Regions from separate parts of the Anser cygnoides genome. Here region 2 is linked to region 1. The links are chromatin contacts, called in public Hi-C maps. All regions are on one chromosome and are shown on one strand. The core of a region is the stretch at or near the end of the contact, and the rest is flanking DNA. Distances in the headings are between cores, read along the strand shown. Region 1 overlaps MOCOS (molybdenum cofactor sulfurase). Region 2 overlaps LOC106045020 (poly(rC)-binding protein 3-like).

Region 1 (5,249 bases), core at 2,345-4,844:
ATATATATATAGGCTGAAGGACTGAGTGAGAAGAAACCTACTCTGAGGAGAAAATTGAGAAACTAAATAAACAATGTTTGTGACATCTTTGGATTTAGAAACTTCATCACTGCTGGTGTAGCTTAGGTACTTTGGTGGTCTCTAGACAAACTCTGGAGTGCCACACTGAAAAGCAGAAGTGACAGCACTGCCTCTTAACATCTATAAGAGACCAGTGAAAGTTACAGGAATCTATGGTGAAAGAAGAAATTTAATTCTGCAAAGGATTTTAGACACCAGTTGATCCCTGAATTTTTCCCAAAGTCAGGTTAGTCCTATACCATTATATGTAACCCCAGATGAATTAAAACTTGCTCCACATAAGTAGGAATGTTCATTGTCTCCCTTCATACTAAAACGTGATTATGGGTGTGTGTACATACATTTCCACGTGGTATGTTTTTTTAATTAAAATTTGTTCATACAGAAGAGAAATCAAGTAACTACCTTTAAAAGGTGGTAGGACAAAGTTGTACAGCTGTGGTCACATTTGGATTTTTCCATCACAAACCACAGCCTACGAAGCGGTAGGTGCTGTCCAGAACGGTTTGTTTACCTTTCCAAATGTTTAGCTCTTCATTATCTGTAGGCATTGAATATATCTGTGCACAGATGGGCACAACCAATGCAGCAAGGGATTTAGTGATTTGTTATAGTGATTTAGTGATTTGGTATTGCCATTTTCCCCTCACCGTGCCTCCTGGACATCATTGAGAGTATTGAAGCTTTGCAGGTTCCTTAATTTCTGTTGAAGGAACTCTGTTCCTTTTGAACATAGATTATTGGCGTTTGCATGTATGCAATAAAGCTATCACATGCTGTAGGAATGCTCTGCAATCCAGGATTGCAGATTTGTTCTTATCCACTTTATGTATATTTCTTCCACTTCAACTGTCAGAGTTTCCAGTGGCAAAATGCACTGTCAGATGGGAATCACTTCTGAATGATGCTTTCTTGTAGCTCCTGGTTGCATTCACCCACTACAAAAAGTGCTTCTCATTCTGGGTTGGAAATAGCGTGGAGCAGAAACAAGCAAGATAAACAAAGTGATTTTGTTATTAAGCGTTCTCTTCTGTGTAATGAAAGCACTGCTGAAGTTCTCTTGGGATGTAAGGTAGTTGGATTGACCGGTGTAATTATTGAAGATAGAGAGGGAGATCACTAATGGAAGGTTTCATCATTAGGCTGTGCTGAGATAAGTAGAGGTCTGTTTCCAAGTCTGATATCATCCCAACTAAGTCCTTGACCTGTCTCAACTTCCATTTATCAAGAAGGCATAGTTCGTGCCAAAGTTATATCATGATGTGTGTGAGTATTTAAGGCATTTTCAGACATCTTGTATATTAGGATCTTTAAACTTGACCTTAGCTGCTATGCACTCTTATTAGTAAATATTTATCAGTTTTACAAATGAAGCTAATGTACATCATTGGCAATTATTTTGGAAGTGCTACTTTAATTATGATGTCTATTCAGTCAGGAAACATTAATCCTTTTCACAGTAAAATGTAATATGTATTGGAAGGAATAGTGAAATGCAGACTAAGTCTCCTAAGCATGATGAATTTAAAGTCCTTTTTAAAGCCATTTGGTTGTTGATTGGTTGTTGGAAAGTAAAGGTTGTGCTGGCTTTCGTAGAGTCAATTATACCACATAACAGCTGAAAAAAAAATACAGTGCAGGATGCTAAATGGTAAGGCTAATTTTTATTTTTACCTTGGCCTTTGAAAGTTGGGGCTTCTGAGTTGTTTTCTGCCATGTTTTAGTTTTTGCCATCGTCTCATATATCAAGGACTGGTTGCAGCTAGTGGTGGGATATTGGACAGCCTCCTGATGATGGTACTGTACAGACTCTCATGTGTGTCATGTTTAAATACTTATGGTTTCACAAATTATCCAGTTCAGGGTCAGAAAATATTTTTCTTTCCTTGATCAGATTGGCAAGGATCACTGGAATTTCATCTGTGTAGAGATTTGTGACTGCTTCCTGCCATCATCTTGGCTTTTCACTTGGACAGTTGGTGTAATACCTGTGATTTTTTACTGCTTTCATCCTTGGTGCTGCTTTCATTCATATTTTTAATGGATTGGGTTTTTTTCTTTTATTTTAAGATTAAAGATGGCATTAATACGTGTCTTCTGGCATGTGATAGGCGTGTTGGAAGTGGATGCTCCATTTTGGCCAAAATATATAAAATTCTTCACTTTTGAGGAAACCCTCCCCTTGGTTTGAGAGAGGATGAATCACTGATGGAAATTTTTACTTTCCCTCTGCCAACCATTTGCCACAAGGAACTGTAATGTAAAAGAAACCTGAGCAATTTGTACAAGTCTCCTCACTTCACTGCTCACAATTAACACCTTCTGTAACTGCACTTGGAAGATCAATAGGGTTTGTTGATGTCTTTTTTCATGAGAAAAAAAAAATGTTCAACAAGTTGACACTGGGGAGAAGATGTTCTATCCACACTCTAAATATGAAAATACGGGTACACTAAAGAGAGGACATTTTAAAATCTGGCTTCAGAAAGAAAAGTAAGACTTATAAATATGAAAGGATTGTAAAAAAAAAAAAAAAAAAAAATAAATGCTTAAAGCCAAAAGGTATTCTGATTCCCAGATAATGACACTACTAGGTACGTCAAAAGACAAAAATCTCTCCTTTCCTTTCATGGTTAGTGAGGTGACTGTTTCTGTTTTCTATTTTCTATCCCTGCATGAACTTGGTTTAGAGAACAAACTAGAAAGAAAGTTATTTATGTACTGCTACCAGCTCTTGCTGCTAGCATGTTATGTCAGTCTAGGTTTCTTAGTTTTCTTTTGTGACTTGACTAATGCAAACTACACATAATTTATACCCTTGAAAGCAGAGCAGAACAGCTAGGGCTTGATTTCAGAAGCTATGAAAAAGTGAGTTAGCAGGAAAAAATCCTGCCAAGGCTGCTTTTGGAGGGTTTAATCTGTATATAAGGTTTATTTCTAGAAATGAAAACTGCTTTTATGTTTTTGGTTTTGTTCTAATGCACATTTACTAATATTGATGTGGATTGTATTTGCAAGCTGCCTAATCTGTGAAGAGGGCTAGGCAAGGACTAAAAATGTCAGCCTTTCCTCAGACTTGTAGAGATAACACAGGGAGAGGTAGTACAGTACAGAAATGTCTTGGGTGTTTTTGCATAATACAGCTGAAGAGAAAAATACACTTCTTAGGAACTAAAATAAGAAGAAAAATGTCTTTGTTATAAGCTGAGCTGATGAAGAAAAAGTGCTGCACAGCTGACAGAAGATATACACTTGGCAAGAGGTAATTGTTCTATGTTCAAACAAAGCAGCTAGTAAGACTTCTGTGTTGAAGGCATTTGGTGGCAAGCAGTATTATTGCAGGGGAGGGATTTGTAGCAGAGTCTTCTCGTGCTTGGGAGACATCTGGAAGGAGGAAGCCAAAGCAACTAATACCTGGGGGATCAGCGCAGGTGCTGTGGCACTGGCTTGCCAAGGCCAGTGCTGGCAGGAAGCATTGCTGACGGGCTTTTCGCTCGTGCAGTGACAACTGAGCTCTTGAAGTCTGCAGTTACTGAGAACTTCTCCTTTGGCAGGGCTATGTGCATTGCAGCTCCCCAGATATTAATGAGTGTAAGAAACTTGAGGCATTTTTGCTTTGAGGGAGCTTCATGTGTTACCGTATAAAAGGATGCTGGATTCACTGATCTCAGTTTTCTCACCAAGTAATGTTTAACCATACACTATTAACACCAGAGAGTCTCGTGTATACCAGTTAGTATGACCCATGTCTGCCTTCCCTCCTCCATCCATCTTTACGTGCATAGTTTAATCCCTGGATGACGAAGAAATTACATACATGTATTGGGTGTCCTACTAGTTGCACTTCCATACTGCAGATCAGGATTTACTTTTGTAGTTACTGGAAGCACCCTGGTGTAAAACTGCTTTAAGTAAGATAGCAGTATGCCCTTTGGTTTTTGGTATGATTTATACACCTTCATCTAACTGTTGGTTTAAAAATAAAATAAAAGCACATGGGGAAGAAATAGAAAGAACAGCATTGTCATGAGGAATATGGCAGCTGCTGAACTTGTTAGTACCCTCAGTGATACTGTGTTATGGGTTGCTGTCTTTACTAAAACCAGCAGAAATGCCACTGTCTTACAAAGAACCAGTGATTTAGAAGAACTGTTGCTCTGAATCCTGAGGAGTGATAAAGTGCGCTCTTGCACTTGTCATTCCCAGATACAGGCTTTAAGACAGGAGTGTTGTCATTAGTTGTGCATTCTTGTCTGCTTTCTCTCTCTGCTAATCATTTTTTTTCCAGCCCTGATTGTTAACATAAGAATTTGGAGGCCTTCCTTGAGCTGCGGTAGCTATAAATCAGAGTTGTTAATGAGCTGATAAAAGTAAAGTTTCTCCATGTGCTAGTTCAGTTTCTTCAAGGTAGTGGTTGGTGATTTAACAAGAATGATAAAATCCCAGGCCTCTTCTCTCCCTATCACTGAAATCAAGAGAAGTATATAGTAGTGAACAACCAGGAAAGCAAGATGGGAGGACATTTAATAAATTGTAGTGATTAATCTATCTCTATACCAACTCTATTTATGTAGTTCAAAATAAACCATTGTGTTTCTAATCAAAGAAGTTACTTTTTATTTATTTATTTATTTTACCATAGTAGAGCAAATTACTAATCAATCAGTATATTTTTTGATCACATTGTATGTGAATGCTGTTTATCCTTGACTTAAACTGTGGAGCCTCATTCCTATTCAGATTATCTTTTGAACAAGGTTTTACCAATGTGAACACTAACTGAATTCTGATGTTCTTGCAGTTCTGAGTACCTTAGTGTATGTACATGGGTTAATACAGGAGAGGTGACTTACCTGCTTTGCATCAGATGGCTTCTGTGAAACTAAGCCCTGACCTGAGTTGAGGTTGAGTCACCATCCCTGGAGGTCTTTAAGAGACATTTAGATGTTGAACTTAGTGATATGGTCTAGTGGAGGACTTGTTAGTGTTAGGTCAGAGGTTGGGCTAGGTGATCGTGGAGGTCTCTTCCAACCTAGACGATTCTGTGATTCTGTGACCTATTGATGTATCAGAACCTCTACAGTATAATCATAGAATCACAGAATGGTTTGGATTAGAAGGGACCTTAAAGATCATCTAATTCCAATCCCCCTGCCGCGGGTAGGTAT
Region 2 (5,376 bases), core at 911-3,410, 350 kb before region 1:
AGGCTGAAATGTCTACAAGGCTGCAGCCTATGTAAGAATGACATTAAAATTTAGACTCCTCATAACAAAATATGATACTGGGGAAGGAAAATATTTCAGGTAATCTAAGAGGGTCCATCCAGTTCCACTTCTCCCACAACAGGATTGTACTCAGGTGTGAAGCTGAGCTTTCTATTTGATACTTAGTTTCACAGATAAGGAGGCAGATAAGACTTCAAATCGAAACGGGCATTCAGCTACTTACCAGTATGTCCTAAGGTGGCAAGGAGGGCTGAGTTTTTGTATCCTCTCTGCTGAAGACCTAGTCAACAACTACAAAGAAGCAAATACAGACCAACCATTTAAAGAAGAACTGCCATGTGAGACACAAATAGAAAACCTATTGTGCTTTGAATTTCTTTGCCCTAAATCTGTGGTGGCAGTATGCTTACAGTGAATAGGATTCTATTGATACATTCCTCTTCCCTCCGCAAAATCAGAATCAGGTTCCCCAAAACTGATGTAAACATTGAAATGTATTCAGAGAGAGTATTTTTTGGGTTCTTACTAAAAGTATTGCTCAGTTTTATGGCTTGTCATAGCTGACATGATTCTTAATCAGAGCTCCTTTAAAAACTCAGTGAACAGATAATAATATCTAGAAAACTGGGACATTAAAACTGTGATTCACATAGCACATCTCTCTAGTCTTATCATGCATTATGCATAGCTGTACTACATTTTGAAGGGAACTGCTGTGACGTGTTTTCAGTAGATGTACACATGACTACAGAGTCTACAGCAGATCAGAAGACAGGATTCTGATCTGTGGAAGATGTTCAGATAATTAGGCAAAACTGCAAAAAGGAATATTTTGCCCCAAACCAGAACATTTTGGGTTGGTAATGGAACACTTGGATTTTGTATTATCACAGAGGTATCTCATAGGATGTACAGTTCAGGTGCCTCAGCAGCCCAATGTCAAGGATATTTTGTTTGTCTAAATCTCCAGCTTGCCATCTTAAGACTACGTCATTGGAACTATTCAGATTCAAGTTGGTATACAATAAAGATTCACGTGCCTACTTTTATCATGTTAGTTTTCCTTTTAAAAGCAATAAGAACTATTGACAAATTGGTATTGTCTCTGATCTTTTTAACTGTTATGTAAATGTATTTTCATCCTTATCATTTACTTGACAGTGCTAACACTATATCTCCACTTTAGTGATGTGACTGACTTTAAAGATTCATAAATTCATTACTATGGTACATAGCAAGGTTAAAAGAGGGAGAATTCCTTATCAGTATGAAGGACTCATACAGTTTGCAACAATCCTAGATCAAATTACCCTTTTGTCTTTCAATAAGCAGAAATCTCCTGCAGTGGCAAATGTTCATAATGGACTGTTTCATCTTGGCAATCATCTGAAAAGCATCTAATTTAATTAAAGCTTTAGGACAAAGTGATCTCTCCTTTAACAATTAAATATTTATGTTAACACACATATCACTTAATCAGCATAACATATCAAAAGGTATTAATTGATTGTACAGTGTGCAAGGACTGAAAAAAGCCTAGTGCAGGTTTAAAAGTATTTTCTGTGTTGAATTCTAAATAAAAAGGAAAAGATAAAATAACAAGTAAGAAATAAGACAATTGATATTTTAATGATCATTAGCTCTGTGCTACCACTATGATAACTGCTGGCAGTACAAACTGTAGTACAAGTCCCAGGAAAGCTGTATTCAAAGAAGCCACATTTACAAATGCTGGAAATGAAAGAAAGAACAGGAGCAGAGATTAGAGCGATCCTAAGCTCAACAGTAGGTCTGTGTACTCTTGGTCATTAATCACTGCTGAACACTCGATTCCAGAGCCATGCCAAAGAAGCTATAAGTGGCATAATACTATCTATGTCAACATGAACTGTATAATGAAACAATATCTACAGCCTAGATCATCTCTACAAAGATCAAAAGAATGTATCTCATTTTATTCAATTATCTGGCAGAGAGACACAGAATTTAAATATGTGAAAGCCACACTAATTGGAAACATCCTTTTCATTTTTTTACAGCCTTTTTCCTAGGGAATTAGAAGATATTTGTGAAGGGGAGGAGGTGAGAACTTGTCTGAATAGTTGCTAAAATTAACTTAAATGTGCAGTTGCAGGCCATCTCTTCAGCTAACAAGCACTTACTGATACCACTTTATTTAGTAAGAAGCTGACTTCTACACTAACAAGTAGCTCAATGGGGAACATTCAAGCAGTTTCATGGGGAAACGAATTACAAATTAACCTCTTATACACTGCTTTTTGAGGTCTTACATGCTTTACTGTTAAAGACCCCTTTTTTATTTCCTTATCAAAGGTCAGAAAAGGAAACCAAAAAATAACAGATGTAGATGTACAGTACCAATTCAAGGGACCAGTTTTGACATATATATATGTGAGTACCCTGTTATGTAGCCCTTTGGAAATGTAAAAGCTGTTCATTGGAGTTGCAAATATTAGCAAATAAAGCCTGTTTGAGCTATAGTTTTAACACTTTAAGATGGCACAGATGCTGCTACCAAAAGTAGTCTGGGACCTTCCTGTTCTGGCTGCCTTTGTGGTTTTAACCCAGGCCAGTTCCTCCCAGAAACACTTGTGGTAACATAGGGCTGAAGCAAGTCAATAAAACAGGGGGGTGGAAAGAGGACAGAAGTGTTTTCTTCAGTGGCAGTACATGCTGAAAGTGTTTGATCTCATCTCCACCCTCTTTGCTAGCAAAGCAGATGAGGAAGCAGGTGAGAGAGAATATCTCAATCCCAAACCATAAAGACTCTTCAATCTGCATCCCAGAACTAACTGCAACATATTCAAACCAAGGTTGTACTTCCATGTTTTGCTAGTGAAACAAGAAAATATAACAATTTGCAAGAAATTCTAGAACAAAATTTCTACAACTGAAACCCTCTTAATAGGAAAGCATGCCAAAGGATGAGAAACAAATATCTAGAAAACAAGAGAATGAACCTGGGAAAAGATAAGGCAGTTTAAAAAATGTAGTGGTGCTCTGTGTAAACAGAAAAGGAAGACACAGGATGTAAATTTGCTATAGAATCATAGAATCATTCAGGTTGGAAAAGACGTCTAAGATCATATAGTCCAACCTTTAACCTAGTACTGAAGTCCACTACCATGCTACTAAGTTTTAAATCTACATGTTTCTTGAAGACCTCCAGGGATGCTGACTCAACCACTTTGCTGGGCAGCCTATTCCAATGCTGAACAACTCTTTCATTAAAGAAATTTCTCCTAATATCTAACCCCAACCTCCCCTGGTACAACTTGACACCATTTCCGCTCATCTTATCGCTATGTGTAACATTTCTAGAATAAAACATAAAGTCATGTAACCATCACTAGTTATTTCTGTTTTCAGCCACACACTGCTCAGAAATACAGCCTGTGGACTCGCCTCCAGCATTTATTAAATAATAATAATAATAGTACTAATAATAATTATAATAATTACTATAATTATATATTTATATTATATATCATATTATATATTATAATTATTATAATAATTATTATAATTATTATTATATATCGATTCTTCATCTCAGACTTCAGGGAATTTGGAAAAGCTTGCTCCATATCCTGGTCACCGACTTGGTTTGTCCTGCTATGCCTACAGGTACTTGTATAGGAGCTGTTGCTTACAAATATTTCCAACAAAGTTCTGTGCACTTTTGTTTGGATATTTGCAATGGACTTTCTCACCATGATTTGCTTTAAAATAGATTAGATGTTGAAATACCAGAGCTATGTTTTAGAGGTAAGAACAACATCTGAATCTCTGAGAGCCTTAAAAAAAAAAAAAAAAAAAAAAAAAAGGAGGTAGATGCTAAAGAATTATTCAGATCAACTGAGCACTTGATGAAGGATTTCTTCATAACTGTAACATAAGATCCTTACAAATGATTGTACTGGGTCACAGCATATAGTCCAATACTCTATCTTTAACAACAGCTAATAACAGATATGGATGGGGAAAAAAAAATCATTTAAGTGAAGAAATTTAAGAAATTTTAGTTCAATGGTTTGGGGACTTCCTAAGTCCGGACTGTTTTGCCCTTACTTAGTCTTGAGAGATCACTTCAAAATAAATTTTTCAAATTTATATCCAAATCATGATTAGTTTTATCATCTAAAATATTTTAGAAAGAAAGTATTTCCTTATATTTTAATTTTCTGCAACTTCTTTTGACAACTCCTGCTTCTTGCATTGTGAGAAACACTAAATACTTGTTCTTGTTTAACATTATCTTTTTGTATTTAACTAATTTAAATACACCCCATCTCACTTGTCTCTTTTCCAAGTCGAAAAACTAGACAATAAAACAATAGATGATATTGTTGATACAGTCAAAGGAATATATGGAAAGAAGAAAATATCCTCTAACTATTAAAACACACCTGTGTGTCTGACCTAGATATGTTGTTGAAGAAACAAACCTCAGAATCACCAGACAGTTCTGTGAAAAGATCCAGACGGATCTGCACAGGTGGTCAAAAAGACATATATAACACTACTGACAGTCATCAAAGCAACAGAGAAATAATAATAATAACAATCATGCAACATATTAATATATCAATAGTATTATTGATATAATAATAATAATTATTATTATAATAGTAATACTACTACTACTAATAATAATAATAATTAGTCTTCATTATGCTATTGTGCAGAACTAGCCTGGACCCATACTTTCACCGATGCACACAGTTCTGCTCCCCACTCTGTGAGAAAGAATGGAGCAAGACTTGACAACACATATATCATACACTACACCACAGAGACCTCAACAGGCTGGAAGACTGGGTGAACACAAACTGAATGAGTTTTAACAAAGACAATTGTAACGTCCTGCATCTGGGAGGGAATATTCCCAAGCAGCAGCACAGGGATTTACTGGCTTGGGTATATCTCACCTAGAAAGGACCTGGGAGTCCCAGTGGAGAATAAGTTACACATAAGCTGGAAGTGCATCCTTGTAGCAAAGAAAAAAAAGAAAAAGAAAAAAAAATGGAGCCTGGACTGCATCAGCATGAGTAAAACCAACAGATAAAGATTGACACTGTTTCATTCTACTTGGCATTTGTTAGGTCACACCTAGAATAACATATCCAGTTTTCAACGTCCAGTACAAAAGACACAGTGAAATGCTGGATATGATCCAGTGGAGGGCCCTCAAGATAATTAAAGAGTTGAAGACCTTGATGTGTGGTGAAAGGTTGAAGGAATTCAGCTTGCTCAAACTAAAGAAGAGAAGGGGCAAGACAGAGTCTAATCACATTCTCCCAAAGTTATGGAGGAGATGGAGGTACTCTTTTC

What was found. Hi-C and Micro-C count contacts between places; a contact is called where the count stands out from the background.
Region 2: a contact with region 1 is called in a Hi-C map of granulosa cells, with 1.6 times the contacts expected there. The contact joins two enhancer-like sites. A contact is called at or near these places in 2 of 7 Hi-C or Micro-C datasets (granulosa cells and liver).

The regions. Positions count from the first base shown.
Region 1 is chr2:94,439,851-94,445,099 of Taihu_goose_T2T_genome, reverse strand. The region is part of intron 5 of MOCOS (molybdenum cofactor sulfurase); the gene reads left to right. Among named protein-coding and RNA genes, the nearest start is that of PTPN3, 120 kb to the right of the region's middle. Within about 2 kb of position 3,594, at least 1 of the 3 cell types and tissues checked has open chromatin away from gene starts, as enhancers often do.
Region 2 is chr2:94,791,930-94,797,305 of Taihu_goose_T2T_genome, reverse strand. The region is part of intron 1 of LOC106045020 (poly(rC)-binding protein 3-like); the gene reads right to left. Among named protein-coding and RNA genes, the nearest start is that of MOCOS, 220 kb to the right of the region's middle. Within about 2 kb of position 2,160, at least 1 of the 3 cell types and tissues checked has open chromatin away from gene starts, as enhancers often do.